Linked DNA regions of Rattus norvegicus: region 2 is linked to region 1. Evidence: chromatin contacts called from public Hi-C data. All regions are on one chromosome and are shown on one strand. The core of a region is the stretch at or near the end of the contact, and the rest is flanking DNA. Distances in the headings are between cores, read along the strand shown.

Evidence for each region. Hi-C and Micro-C count contacts between places; a contact is called where the count stands out from the background.
Region 2: a Hi-C map of Schwann cells shows a contact between it and region 1, with 5 times the contacts expected there. The contact joins the enhancer-like site here to the promoter of Timp3 in region 1. A contact is called at or near these places in 10 of 12 Hi-C or Micro-C datasets (the A7r5 cell line, Schwann cells, frontal cortex and 5 more).

The regions. Positions count from the first base shown.
Region 1 is chr7:19,455,065-19,461,403 of GRCr8, reverse strand. It overlaps Timp3 (TIMP metallopeptidase inhibitor 3), which reads left to right and starts at 1,846. Exons shown (of 5, transcript NM_012886.3): 1 at 1,846-2,265. The coding sequence starts at 2,145. The region is part of intron 6 of Syn3 (synapsin III); the gene reads right to left.
Region 2 is chr7:19,577,619-19,584,009 of GRCr8, reverse strand. All of the region lies in intron 6 of Syn3 (synapsin III), which reads right to left. Among named protein-coding and RNA genes, the nearest start is that of Timp3, 120 kb to the right of the region's middle. Within about 2 kb of position 4,524, at least 6 of the 93 cell types and tissues checked have an H3K27ac peak or open chromatin away from gene starts, as enhancers often do. A contact at or near this core is called in Schwann cells, where this site is marked.

The DNA.
Region 1 (6,339 bases), core at 597-3,096:
GATGGGGCTAGAAATGCAGTGAGGAGATCAAGGTACCCTGGAACAGAATTAAGGAGGGGAGGGGCCTCAAAGCCTAGCGGGACAAGACAGAAAGATGTGGGAGCTAGGCTCTCTTTTGTATAGCTAGAATACTTGGGTGGGAGATTCTTGGAAGCATTTGGCAGGCTGAGGCAGGGGGATTGAGAGTTCAAGGTCAGCCTGGACTACATAATGAGATCTGTCTCAAAATAACAGCGGTACCAACAGAAACAAAAGACACAAAACAATCTAAACAAGGGCAGTGCAGTCAGAAATAATGTTACCATGTTGCTCTCTGCTTCTGCATTAGAGAGTCTCTCTCTTGGGGATAATCTAAGGGGTTCCCTTGGATTTTCCTAATTTTTACAAGTTTTCAGCATTCTGCAGCTAAAATACAGGTCTCCTTTGAAATCAGCTGAGGTGTAAGGTGGCAGAGAGGGGAGAGAGATTATTATAAAAGTAATGTTGGTTAGAGGCAGCTGCAAGGATGGTGGGAGCATCCCCTTCCTGGGCCTGTTTCTTCAGCTGGAAGGTACACAGGACACCTGTCCTAGCTTTCCCTAACTAGAAGGAATCTGCAAATACGAGATGGAGTATGGAATCCTGCTTTTCAAAACAGATAGCATAGGGAGATGGAGTATGGAATCCTGCTTTTCAAAACAGATAGCATAGGCCAGGTGTGGTGCTGCACATCTCTAACTCCCTTAGAAGCCTGACACAGGATGATCTTGAGTTCAAGGTCAGCCTGGGCTGTGTCAGCAAGACTGTGTCTCAAAAAGGTAGAACAAAGTGTGAGTACACACCCATGCCCTCGCCCACTCCCATCCCCCCCCCAACCCGTGAAGATGTTACTTAAAATGGCTTGGTTGATAACATTCCTAATTTTACTGTTAGTCGTCTCTGATCTTGGATCTGGATCTACTTCACTTTTGGACTGCCTTACCTCAGGAAGTTCCTTACTGAAGGAGGAATTGCTGTCTGTCACCAGTGAGACCAGCTATCCTACTCCCCCTTTTCCCCTATATTCTGTCCTTCAAAGAAGACCCAGGCCTTTGCACTTGATGTTCTTGCATGATGTCACTCCTTTTACTGTCCCACAGAAAGCAACACCCTCTTAGTCATTCTAACCTAGGTCTACAACTATTCTAGTTTCCTCATCGTACTAGCACAGTCATCCTGATTGCAAGGGCTTGCTTGGCGTCCAGAACAGTGTTTGTTGAATAATTCCACAGATAAATTTACCCCCAGTGACAATTACCATAGCGGTCCCACAAAGGCAGAGGTGTATGTGTTGGGGGTGGGGAGGTGGGTAAAACGGATGCCATCTGCTCAAGGGTTTCCTCTTACTCCCTGCTCTCTCTCTCTCTCTAGGAAAGATAAGAAGGGGAAATTTTCTTTGAGGCTTCCCTCTTGACTTTTTCAGGAGGCCTGATCAAGACTTCAGGGCGCGGGCCACCTAGGGCCCTTGAAAGGGTTGTGCAGGCAGGCTGGGTGGCTGGGATTGGATCCTTGTTTGGGTCGAAAGCGCAAAGAGGGCCGGTGGGCGTAGGGTGAAGGGGCCGTGGGACGCCGCTGCAGCGCATACTGGCCCAGGACGCGCCCAGCCCACCCACTCGCGTGCCCACAACTGCATTATTCCCTAAAAGGATCTGAACGGTCCGGGCCGGCTCCGCCCTGTCGCCCCGCGCCCCCCGGCCCCGCCCCCTTTTTGGAGGGCCGATGAGGTAATGCGGCGCTGCCATTGGTCAGAGGGGGCGGACCCCGCGCTCCCGAGGGGCTGGGTCCCCTCGCGCCCCTATATCACTCTGCAGCCCTGGACTCTTGCTCACAGTGGGCAGCGGGCAGCCGCCAGCGCCAAGGAGCTTCTTCTCTTGCTTCTCCGCTTCCCGATCCTTCTCCCGGAGGCCACTCACTGGCTCCGCGGACTCGTGCGCCAGACACCCTTGGCCACTTGGTCACATCCCGCCGGGCTACTTGGAAGGCACTTCCCCGGAGCTCAAAGTTGCCCACCGTGCACAGTGCACGGTTAAACCCGGCGAGTGAGCTCGGACTGCAGCACCGGCGCTAGCGCTCGGCAACTTTGAGGAAAAGAGCGGCAGTCCCCGCAGCGGACCACAGCAGCTACCATGACTCCCTGGCTTGGGCTTGTCCTGCTCCTGAGCTGCTGGAGCCTTGGGCACTGGGGAACGGAAGCGTGCACATGCTCGCCCAGCCATCCCCAGGATGCCTTCTGCAACTCCGACATCGGTAAGCGCTCTGGGAGGCCCCGGAGCAAGTTGCACGCCGCAGCGGGAGACTCAGTTTCCCTGGGCGGGGACTCTATGTACAGAAATGCCTTGCAGACGGAACCCAACCGGTGGCCTAGTGATGGTCTCTGGCGGGCGGGCGGGCGTGAACTAGGTCCCTGCTTGACATCTAGAAATTTTCTCCATTGGCTTGAAAGGAAAAAGAGTTGGAGGAGGAGGGTGAGAGAAGGTTCTGAAAAGTTGGAACTCCAACTGAAGTTCTGGGACCTCGAGTACGCTTTTCAAGTTGCTCGATTGTGCGGGTGGAGTTGCGAGAGAAAACTAGCGTTTAGAGATTGCTTATCTCCTGCGCCCTTGAACTTCGTTCTTTTCCTTGAGATCCAACCCAGCCTAGCTGCAGGCTCTCCCAGCAAGTGCTAATGGAGCTTCTGGCCTGCCAATGCCAAGTTTGGGTGGCTGGAACTGGGGGAGGGGGAGATGAAAAAAAAAAAAAGAGAGAAGAAAACTGTGGGGTTGCCCTCCTCCCTGGGAGTACTGTTGATAGTTGGCCTGAGGTGACTGTGGGGGAATCACTTACCATACAGCTGTGAAAATTCACAGGAAGTTTTTTTTCTTTCCCTGAATGTATGTGAGGAGGGAGAGCTTAAGGAGAAAGCAGATTTGTCACCCAAAGAGCAAAGATGCCCAAGGTCTCATCACTTGAGGTGATGGGCTCAAAGAGACTGTGCTGGTTAGAGAGACTTGATAAGAAGTGGAACCCACAGTCCGGAGTGCCTGAGGAGTGTTGGAGGAATTAGTGTTTGGAGGGCCCCAGGAGGAGCAGAAGCTGGAAACTCTGTTCTCCAGCTCTTAAAGCTCTCGGGTCCAATGTCCCTGCTGTGTGTTTGCTGGGCAGGGGCGGGGGACACGAGGCCGCACTTGGCCAGTGTGGATTCAGTAAAGAATGGAGTGTGTGTGTTTTAAGTTTAGTCATAAAGGAGAAGGAAATTTTCCACTGGGTCTTGAGTGAGGGATTCTACTCTGCAAGTGTGTTGTGACGAGGAGGGGGAGGGGTGGCGACCTGGCAGGAGAGAAAACCGTGGTTGGAGAGGCACTGCTGGTGGGTCAGGCCAGCCTAGGGGGAAATCTGGGAGGTGGCTGTGGTGGTCAGGTCAGTCCACTTGGCAGCCCCAGGGTGTTTGTGTGACCTGCGGTCACCCCTCTTGGAGGTTTCCTAGAACCCGAGGACACCCACCCTTTCCTGTCCCTGGGGCAGAACCCCTGGCTTTAAGGGTTGCTTGGAAGCGTCCTTTTTTGGATTGCTGGAGGGCTGGGAAAGTTTTCTCCCTTCTCCCCTGAGTGCCCCCACCCAGATTCCTCTTGGCTTTTCCTCTCAGCAGTCAGTGACTTTCTCCACTAGTTCGTGCTGTCTGGTTTTTGCTCAGCCTAGAGCGTAGTCCTGACCTGTGGGGGAGCAGGTGGAATCTGGGTGTGCAGACTAGGGCCCAAGTTCTTTTCAGCCGCACAATGGGTTGGGTGTGTTCAGTTTGGTTCCCTAGTGTGAGTAGGGAAGAGAGGGTTCTTCTCCTCTCTATCCTAGATGCCTTTCGGCTCTGAGGTGTCTACCTTGACAACATAAGCCAGGAGTGCTCTCCTGGAGTCAGCTGATTGCTTCTGTAAGGGTCCTACTGTTGGTCAGCACTGACCAAGTTTCTTGTCATTTCTATGGGTTTATTCAAGAAACAGCTTATTTTCTCCCTCTTAATACGCTTCCTAGAAAAAAAGTTAAATTACCAAGAAACATGCCAAATCCAGAATATAGTAGTAGCCAAAGGGGAGGGGGGATCCTTGTTCTGGCAGGAATCCAGACTTACTAACCCTTGGTTTGGTGCACTGCACAGAGATGAGATAATGCTTTTAAAAATGGGAGGTGTGGGTGTGGGCCTGCTGGCTTGTTGACCTGCTGTCTGACAGCAGCAGACACCCTGTTGCCTCCAGTAGATGGCTCCCAACTGTCCTCTGGAAACTGGAGCCCCCTCAGTATGCTCAAGCCAGCCTGCCTGCCACCTTCCTCTTCTAGAACCGGCAGGCATTCTCACCCTGGCTAGATGCCATGTTGCCAGGGAAGGGCACAAGACGCCTAGCTTGGCCTGTGGTAAGCCCCCATTACCGCACCAAAATGGCCTTCCTTCTCCCTGTCTCTTTACCCACAGGGTGTCTCTTTGCTCTTTCTTCTCCGAAGCCCAGGGGACTGGCACAACCTTCTGGATGAGGAGGAGTTAAAAGGTGTTTCCATGGCAACTGCAGGCCCAGCACCCTATCTAAGTGTTTAGAAGACTAAACTACACTTACCATTATCAGATACACTGTGGGGCAAAGCAAGGAACTTGGCAGTGGTCACCTCACCTGGGGCCTTCTCCCTTCCAGTCACTGCCCCCGAAACTCCTTCAAAACCTTGACTGAAGAAGCAGGGGGCAGGGCGCTGGGAATGAAAGAGGCAGCCTTGGCCAGGCAGATTTTGCCCTGGCAGCCTCAGTTCAGGCAACGATGGGAAATGTTCAGGGCATTCTGAAAATTTTGGAGTGGGGTGGTGTGCGTGCGCATGCATGTGTGTCATGAGCACATAACACACACACACTCACACACACACACACACACACACACACACGTGTGAGTGTGCATGTCCACGTGTACTGAGGCTAATGGCATCTGGAGAATCCTGACCGGAGGAGGAATGCTGTTGGGCAAGAGGAAAGAAGACAAGGAAGCATTCAGACCTATACTGGTGTTCAAGCACGTCAGAGATGCTATCTTAACTCCCCAGCAACCTTAAGTGGTATCACACCCATTTCTCAGATGGAGAATACTGAGACTGAATAAGGTCATCATGCAAGGCCACCAGCAGTGGCCAGGCATGCATTCAGTCTTCATGATGACACTTTTCCGCTGAACTCTGACACCCTAAGGACGGCACCTGCTCCTGGAATTCAAATGAAAGGGACGGATGGCATTTTCACCTAGATTAGAAAAGCTTCCCTCCAAACATTGAAGGCAGCTAAAGGGGCCAGCAGTTTTAATTAAAGTATCCTGTTTACCGAGGAAGAAGTGATTACAGTTTTATAACGGCACAACAAAAGACAAGGACATTCCCTATGTTCTTTGGCTGCAAAAACCAGAAAAGACTCTCAAAATTACTAGGCCAAGGTGAAAGGGTGACTCGCTGTGTGTCATTAAGAGCAGTGATCAGCGAGGCTGATGGAATCCGAACTCCCAGGATGATTGGAGGAGACAGGGGTTCCCAGGGGAGCCACCTGCCCAGTGCTTGGTCGGAGGTGGATGGGTGAGGCAGGAGCCAGGAAGGAAGTCTGCAGACTGGGGTCCCGGTGGGTGTAGAAGGTGCCCCTCTGACTGCTCTGTCCCTTTCTCAGTCCCCTGACAGACAAGACTAGAACATTGCTGGGAAGTGGCTGTGCTTTTGCTGACACAGCAGGACCCATTGAGATCAGCTGCTGAATAGTACATTCCAACAGGTTCAATAATGAAAAACAAAAACGACGCCATTCTAGTCCCTTTTGGCTTTTCACACTTTAGCCTGCATGGACACGAAGGCCCCTTCTTCCTACTTTTGTCACATTCTGCTCTTGGGTGGTCTCTAGAGGCAATGTGGGATGGTGGAAGGGCCTTGGAAAGGGCACAGCTGGGTTCAGATCCTCCTCTCCCCAAGCCCGTGTCTTGTCGGCTTTGTGTTTAGGCATTTAGTGGGTCCCTGTAGCCTTCACTCTCCTCATTATGAGAGGCCCTAGTAATTTGTAGCTTTTCAGACCTTTTTTATTCATGCCTTTAAGCTTAAAGTTTTACAGTGATGGGTGCTATTTTTATGTGTGTGTCATTCATCCATTCATTTCTATCCACCTATATATCTATTGTCTTTTATCTATCATCGGTATCTATCTATCTATCTATCTATCTATCTATCTATCTATCTATCATCTATCAATAATCTACCTCCCTATCATCTATCTATTATCTGTCTATCTATTATCTATCTGTCTATCTATCATCTATCAATCATCAATAATCTATATCATCTATCAAT
Region 2 (6,391 bases), core at 3,275-5,774, 120 kb before region 1:
CTGGGGACAGGACAGACGCACAGACACATGCACAGGAAACAGAGCCAATGGTCCCAGATTATTTTTGTTTCTCCCTCTCCAGCAGCATCAGCGCCATCAATAGCATTCCTTCCCCTCCTAGCAAACACAGTTTGTGTACTGGAGACTGCCAGGAAGTGAAGAAATCCCCTTAGGGACACACAGAGGCCTCTTTCCTCTCTCTGTGCCCAAGCAGGAGGCACAGGACCTGTGGGGTTGCAGCCTTTGATGACTTTCTCTGCTGTTTCTGACTGTTCCTGGGAGGGGGAAGGAATGGCCCAGAAAGTTGGTTGAGGTCTTGCTGGGCACATACAGGGGACAGAATCCCAAGCTGGGACAGAGGTAAGGACACAAAAGAAAACAAATGAGTGTTTTATGATATTCTTTCCTTCAGAACATTTTTCTTAGAAAAATCAAGAAAAAGCAGCAGTAGCAGAAGAGGAGAAGGAGGAGGAGGAGGAGGGAGGAGGGAGGAGGAAGGAGGAAGGAGGAGGGGGAGAAGAAGAAGAACAACAACAACAAAAGCAAACACACACACACACACACACACACACACACACACACACACACACACTACAAACAATAGAAAAAACAAGAAGAAAGTCATATCTTCCCTTAAAGTCAAAGGATAAAATGGAGATAAAGGTCTAGGGATGGCAGGAAATTGACCATCTATCAAAATCAGCTATGTAGCCATTTACTCTGAAAGTTGCTTGCGCTTGTGTGCGTTTATGTGTGTCTGTGTGTATTGTGTTTGCACTCACACATGCTTGTATGTGTGCGCACACAGACGCTTGCGAAGCTGGGTGAAATCTGCTGGTTTGTGTTTTCATTCTGCGGTGTCCTTGTCTCTCCAGCCATGCTGCTGTCACGTGGCCAATGTTTTGGAAAAGGTCTGCACTCCTTTGCTCTCCTGTGTTTGATTCAAAGACCCGGTTCCTTTTGCAAAATAAAGCTACTTTTGACACTGAAGAGAAAAGATTTGAAAGAAATGCTTGCACCCAGCAGAAGGCTTCTCACGTGTATGATGGACAAACAATCCCTTGCCTATGGGAAGGGATGATGTGGAGTTTCCATAAAAGGGGAGTTTGGGAAGGGCTAACTTGTGGGAAATGTAGCCTACTTCAGGTACAGGATCCCTAGGATAGGGAGAAAATCCAAGCGTTTGGGGGGATTTAGGTTGAAGGGATCTGCAGTGTTTTCTGGGTCACTGGAGTAGCAGCGAGACTCTAAAGAGGAAATGGTTGCCTCTTTATGGTGGGCATAGCCTCTGACACATTTCCAGTTCTCATTGAAGTAAAGGGACTACAGCGATGTCTGTGCATGGGAGGGACATCTAGAGCTGTACAACACGACACAGCTTAGGTCAGAAGCAACAGGTCGTGGTCCACAGCAGTCAGGAAGCGAAGGTAGAGACAGGAAGTGGCCAGGGTCCCAACATCCCCTTCAAGAATATGCCACTCATGATCTAACTTCGTCTCTCTAGTTTCTATCATTTCTCCATAGTGCCGTAGGCTTGTGACCACGACTTTAATGGAAGGGTCGGAACTACAGCAGTGTTTTGGGTTTAAATCTTTTAGTCATGATAAAACTGGCCATAACCCTTGGTCACACAGACTGATCTTCAGTGGCCTCTAAAGACTCAATCCAAGGAGGGACTGAAGAGTTTCCAGAAGGTTCCTGGGGTCTTTCCTCAGAACCACTTTGGGTTCTTCCTCCAAAGCCACCGACATATGAAATAAGAGCCAGGATTTCTGGCGGTCCCTCCAGTGGGTTTTGCTGAAACCTGGATATATTAATACATTGAACCACGTGGCAGGAAATTCTTCTCTTTACAAGCAACCTCCTAACCTTGAGAAGCCATCAGAAATTGTCTGCGTTTAGAACTAGTTCAACTCTGCAACATCCCCTGTGCTTGCAAACATCTAACTTTCTCTGGGAGCTTAGAGCTATAGCAAGCAAGAATATTCAGTTTGAACTTGATAATTGATAAGACTGCTTTATTTTTGTAAATCATTTTTTGAAGCAGGGTCCCCGGGATGTCAAGTTGGATTGGAAATTGCTGTGTAGCCTTTTGATGCTCCTGCCTCTACCTCTGGAATGCCGAGATTAGTGGCCCAGGTTCTTGTGCAGCTGGGGCTCGATCCAAGACTTTGTGAATGGCGGACGAGCCTCTGATAACTGAACTACATCCCTGTGCCTGTAGATCTTTTTCTTGGCTGCTCTGTTTGTTGTGGCATGAGCTATTGCTCCCCACTTATGGCCCTCCTTTGCATGCAGCTTTGTTCTAAAAAGCATTTGTTCAACCTAAAGTGGAAAAGTTAAAGAACGACCAATAGATGTCTCATAGAACAGATATAAATAAGGTTGAAAGTTGTAAGCACCGTATTGGATATTGGACACAGCCTGGCCTGAGTTCTGGTTCTCTCCTTCTTGGTTTGATGAATGGAACACAGCACTGCAGTAACACACTGAGGCTCAGTGAAACGCTCTTTATGTATTACCTGTACATCCTGGGCGTCTGGACATCACAAAGCCTCATTTTCCTCAGTTTTCAGGGGAGAACGTACCTAACTGTAGGGGTGGCTGAAAGGATTAGTTGGTTCCTTATATACAGAGAAGGAGCGAGTTCAGAGTATGTTGTACACACTAAGGTGAGCAAGTGTGACCTTTGGGGTTCCCATCAAGACATCCTTTTAAGCCCAAGGTCCTATACAAGTTTTTGGTCACGGATGCCAATGCACCGATTGTACATTCTCTCCTTGGGGTATGTGTGTGTAGGTGGGCATGATGTGAAACAGAGAGGTCCACGTATATGAAGGAGAGTTAGAAACAGGGAAACAGCACTAGATTAACATCACTGCTCCTACTTCTTCACACCTCTCTGCATCCATACCGTCTGCAGTGTTACTGCTATGCTTGGGAAATAGTTGTACCCCTCTCCCTTACTTTGGAAGCGTGTACTAAATCTGATGGAATTGAGAGGGGGTGGTGGAACCTTCGGGAGATCAGGCCTCAGAGCTGATTAGACACCTGGGTGTTGTCTAGGGTTGGCATTAAGCAACTTTGGTTTTCTAAGCTTGCTCTCCAGCTTTGCGTTTTGCCTCATGACCTCTCGTGAGCGTCTATCCCACGGTGCCCTCTGCCACTTGACCCTTCACAGAAGCCATGCATGCTCTCAGACCTCTTGACCTATGACCTCAACAGATCTTTTTCCTTTATACTGCATGGAATCTTGGGCATTTATTCAAACAGACACTTTGCCATCTCTTTACTTGGAGTGTAGAACCTTTGTCTTAATTTGGGGCTTGTCTATGTCCTTTGCTTGAACCAGTGAGATGGGAATAGTGGTTTAAAGTGTGCTTGTGCATGTGGGAACTGTCTTCTTGTACTTCTGCCATTGTCATGCTGAGAGCATGTCTTGATGAGCTACTGGTCCACTTGGAGCCAAGCATAAATCTACCAAGTGCTGTCTAATCCATGGGAGCAAAAAATAAAGTGCTTGCTTTAGTTTCATCTGTGGAACTCATGTGAAAATCCAGGTGTGTTGACACATACTTGTAATACAAACTCGAGGAGAGTGGAGACAGTAGGGTCACTGGAGCTCACTGGCCAGCCAGCCACGACTAACTGGTCAAGGTCAATGAGAGTCTCAGACTCAAAGAAGGTAGATAGCACTTTTGAGAGTAACACCTCTGGTTACACATACCCATTCATGCACACATGTGTGCATGAAGGCACACACACACACACACACACACACACACACACACACACACTGCTGAATTTGGGGCTGGTGTGTTATGTCATGTTCATGACCATAGATGCTAGTGCTCCCTACTCTGTGCTGTGTGTAGGCATTTTGGTGCTGTCCAATTTAATCCCTGTACTGGCTAGTTTTGTGTCAGTTTGACACAAGCTAGAGTCATCAGAGAGGAGGGAATGCTTTCATAAGGCTGGGTTATAGGCAAGCCTGTATATCATTTTCTTAATTAGTGATTGATGTGGGAGGCTTGGCCCATTGAGGCTGGTACCAGCCCTGAGCTGGTGGTCCTGGGTTCTATAAGAAAGCAAGCTGGGCAAGCTATGGGGAGCAAGCCGGCAAGCAGCACCCCTCCATGGCCTCTGTGTCAGCTCCTGCCTCCAGCTTTCTGCCATGTCTGAGTTCCTGTCCTGACATCCTTTGGTGATGATCAGTGATACGGAAGTATAAGCCAAAATAAACCCCTTCCTCCCCAACTCGCTTTTTGGTCATGGTGTTTCAACAGCAAGAGAAATCCTACCTAAGAGAATCTGTAAATCTTCCTCTTTACTAATGAGGAGGCTAAGAGCAGCCTCTCTGATATAGTGATACGGAAAGGAAGCATCAGACTGTGGAGGTAGCCCTGTTATGACTCCGCTCTACCAGGGAGGAACGGAGCAATGCACAATGAGAACAAGTCCCATCTGGGCTCAGAGCCAGTCTCATCCATAGTCATCTCTGAGACCACAGCAGCCACCATGACAAATGCAAGGCAGTGACATCACAGGGTGACTCATGCTGGAGATGGCGGGACAGGGAAGCCCTGGTGAGAACCCTGGTCAGCTATAAAACCTCAGTCTAAATAGGGACAGGGCGGTAACGTTAGTAGACAGGGATGGGCTACAGAATCGGGTGGTTTGAGAAAAATAATAGCTTGAAATTTATTTTGGAAAAAATATTTTCCCAAGTGTCTCACTGAACTCTGTGGGAATGAGGGATTGGTAGCTGAAGTCAGGAGGGAAGGCAGACATGATTGAGAAAGGGGCTCTTGCTCAGTGGGCTTTGATTTCACGAGGCTTAGAGCATCACTTACTGAACAATACTAAGAGGGCAGACACCCTTTTAAACACCACCCGTCTTTATTGACTCGATTCTCACCACGACTTCAAAGGTAGCTATACTTGTGATATCTGTTATGCCGATGACGGAGGAAACGGAGGAGCATAGAAAGGTGTAAGCTATGACTGACTCAGAATGTTCCAGATCACTGTGCTGTATGTTTTAATGAGGATCATTGGGCTGACTGGGATTTATTATTACATGAGATAATGTATATCAAACACAGAGGTCATTGCCAAATACTTACGAGAGGCTAAAATATCACCATAGTATTAAGCATTCTAGTTTGATTTATGCTGCTACAATGAAACCCTTTCTAAAGAAAACAGGTTCATTTTTGCCTCAAATTCTGGACCAAGAGTAAGGGGCTGCATGTGGTGATAGTCTTCTTGCTAGATGTACCCTGAGGTGCTACAGGACACTGTATGTCAAGAGACAGGCATATTTATTTATCTATCTGGCTTTGTTCTTACATCATGATAACTTTATCTAAGCCCAATCTCTTCCCAAAGGCCTTATCTCTTACCAAAATCGATTAAGTTTCTACTCTCAAAACCACTGTCAGTGGGGATGAAATTTCAACACGGGAGTCCCTGAGGGTGCTCCACCTATATTTAAACCAGAGCACTGCATATTGTTTTACTGGTACACATCTTACATGATTCCCTTACAGAAGCTCCTCAGTGGCCCTGCTTAGGAAGGGAAGCCTTAGTGGGGAAGATGCTTTGGTTCATGACGGAACTAAAAGGTGAATTCCCGAAGACTTAGAGTCATCCAAGCCTTTGTGGGTGTCCAGGGAAAAGAAACCAGGGCCATGGCCAACATCAAGGGAGTTGAAGATAAGAAAACAGGAAAGGCCAACAAGATGACTGCATCCCGAAGTGAGACTCCCTTCCCAGCATCTCCCTAGAGGTACTGAATGGGTAAAACACATCACCTTTGGTAGAAGAGCCCCTTTCTGATGGGGGCATGAGAAGCAGGTGCACCTGCAAACAGTGAGATGCAGGGTTAGTAACCATGGGAACAAATGATCCAATGGCAGAGGATTCAAGAGGAGCAGAGGCAACTGATAATTACCAAACACCTGAAAAGATCAGAAAGTTTTTCTTTGGATCCTAAGAGGTCCGGAAGTCCCCAGGTGACACCAGATCACCATCCTATGGTCCTTATCACCCACCGTTGCCATTTCAGCTTCTGTCCAGTAGTGAGGACTGAAAGACTGGGTGGAGCTGGCTTCTTCATCTCAGCCCCTCCAAGGTCAGCTCATTATGGGAGCTTCTTGGGTGGCTGGAGGAAAAGGCTTTGAGCGAGGACGGTCACTGCCTAAGAGATATTACTTCTGCTCCTCATAATATGTCCTCTGAAGGTGCTGGAGATACCACAGCCTGTTCTGGCTGGATTCTGTCAATGCCATTCACCTATGACACTTGTCAGTGTCTTGAGGTGCTCCTAAGGAATGGCTACTGTCTTATCTTGGAATGAGAACAGGGGCCTTTCTAGACATCCAATGAA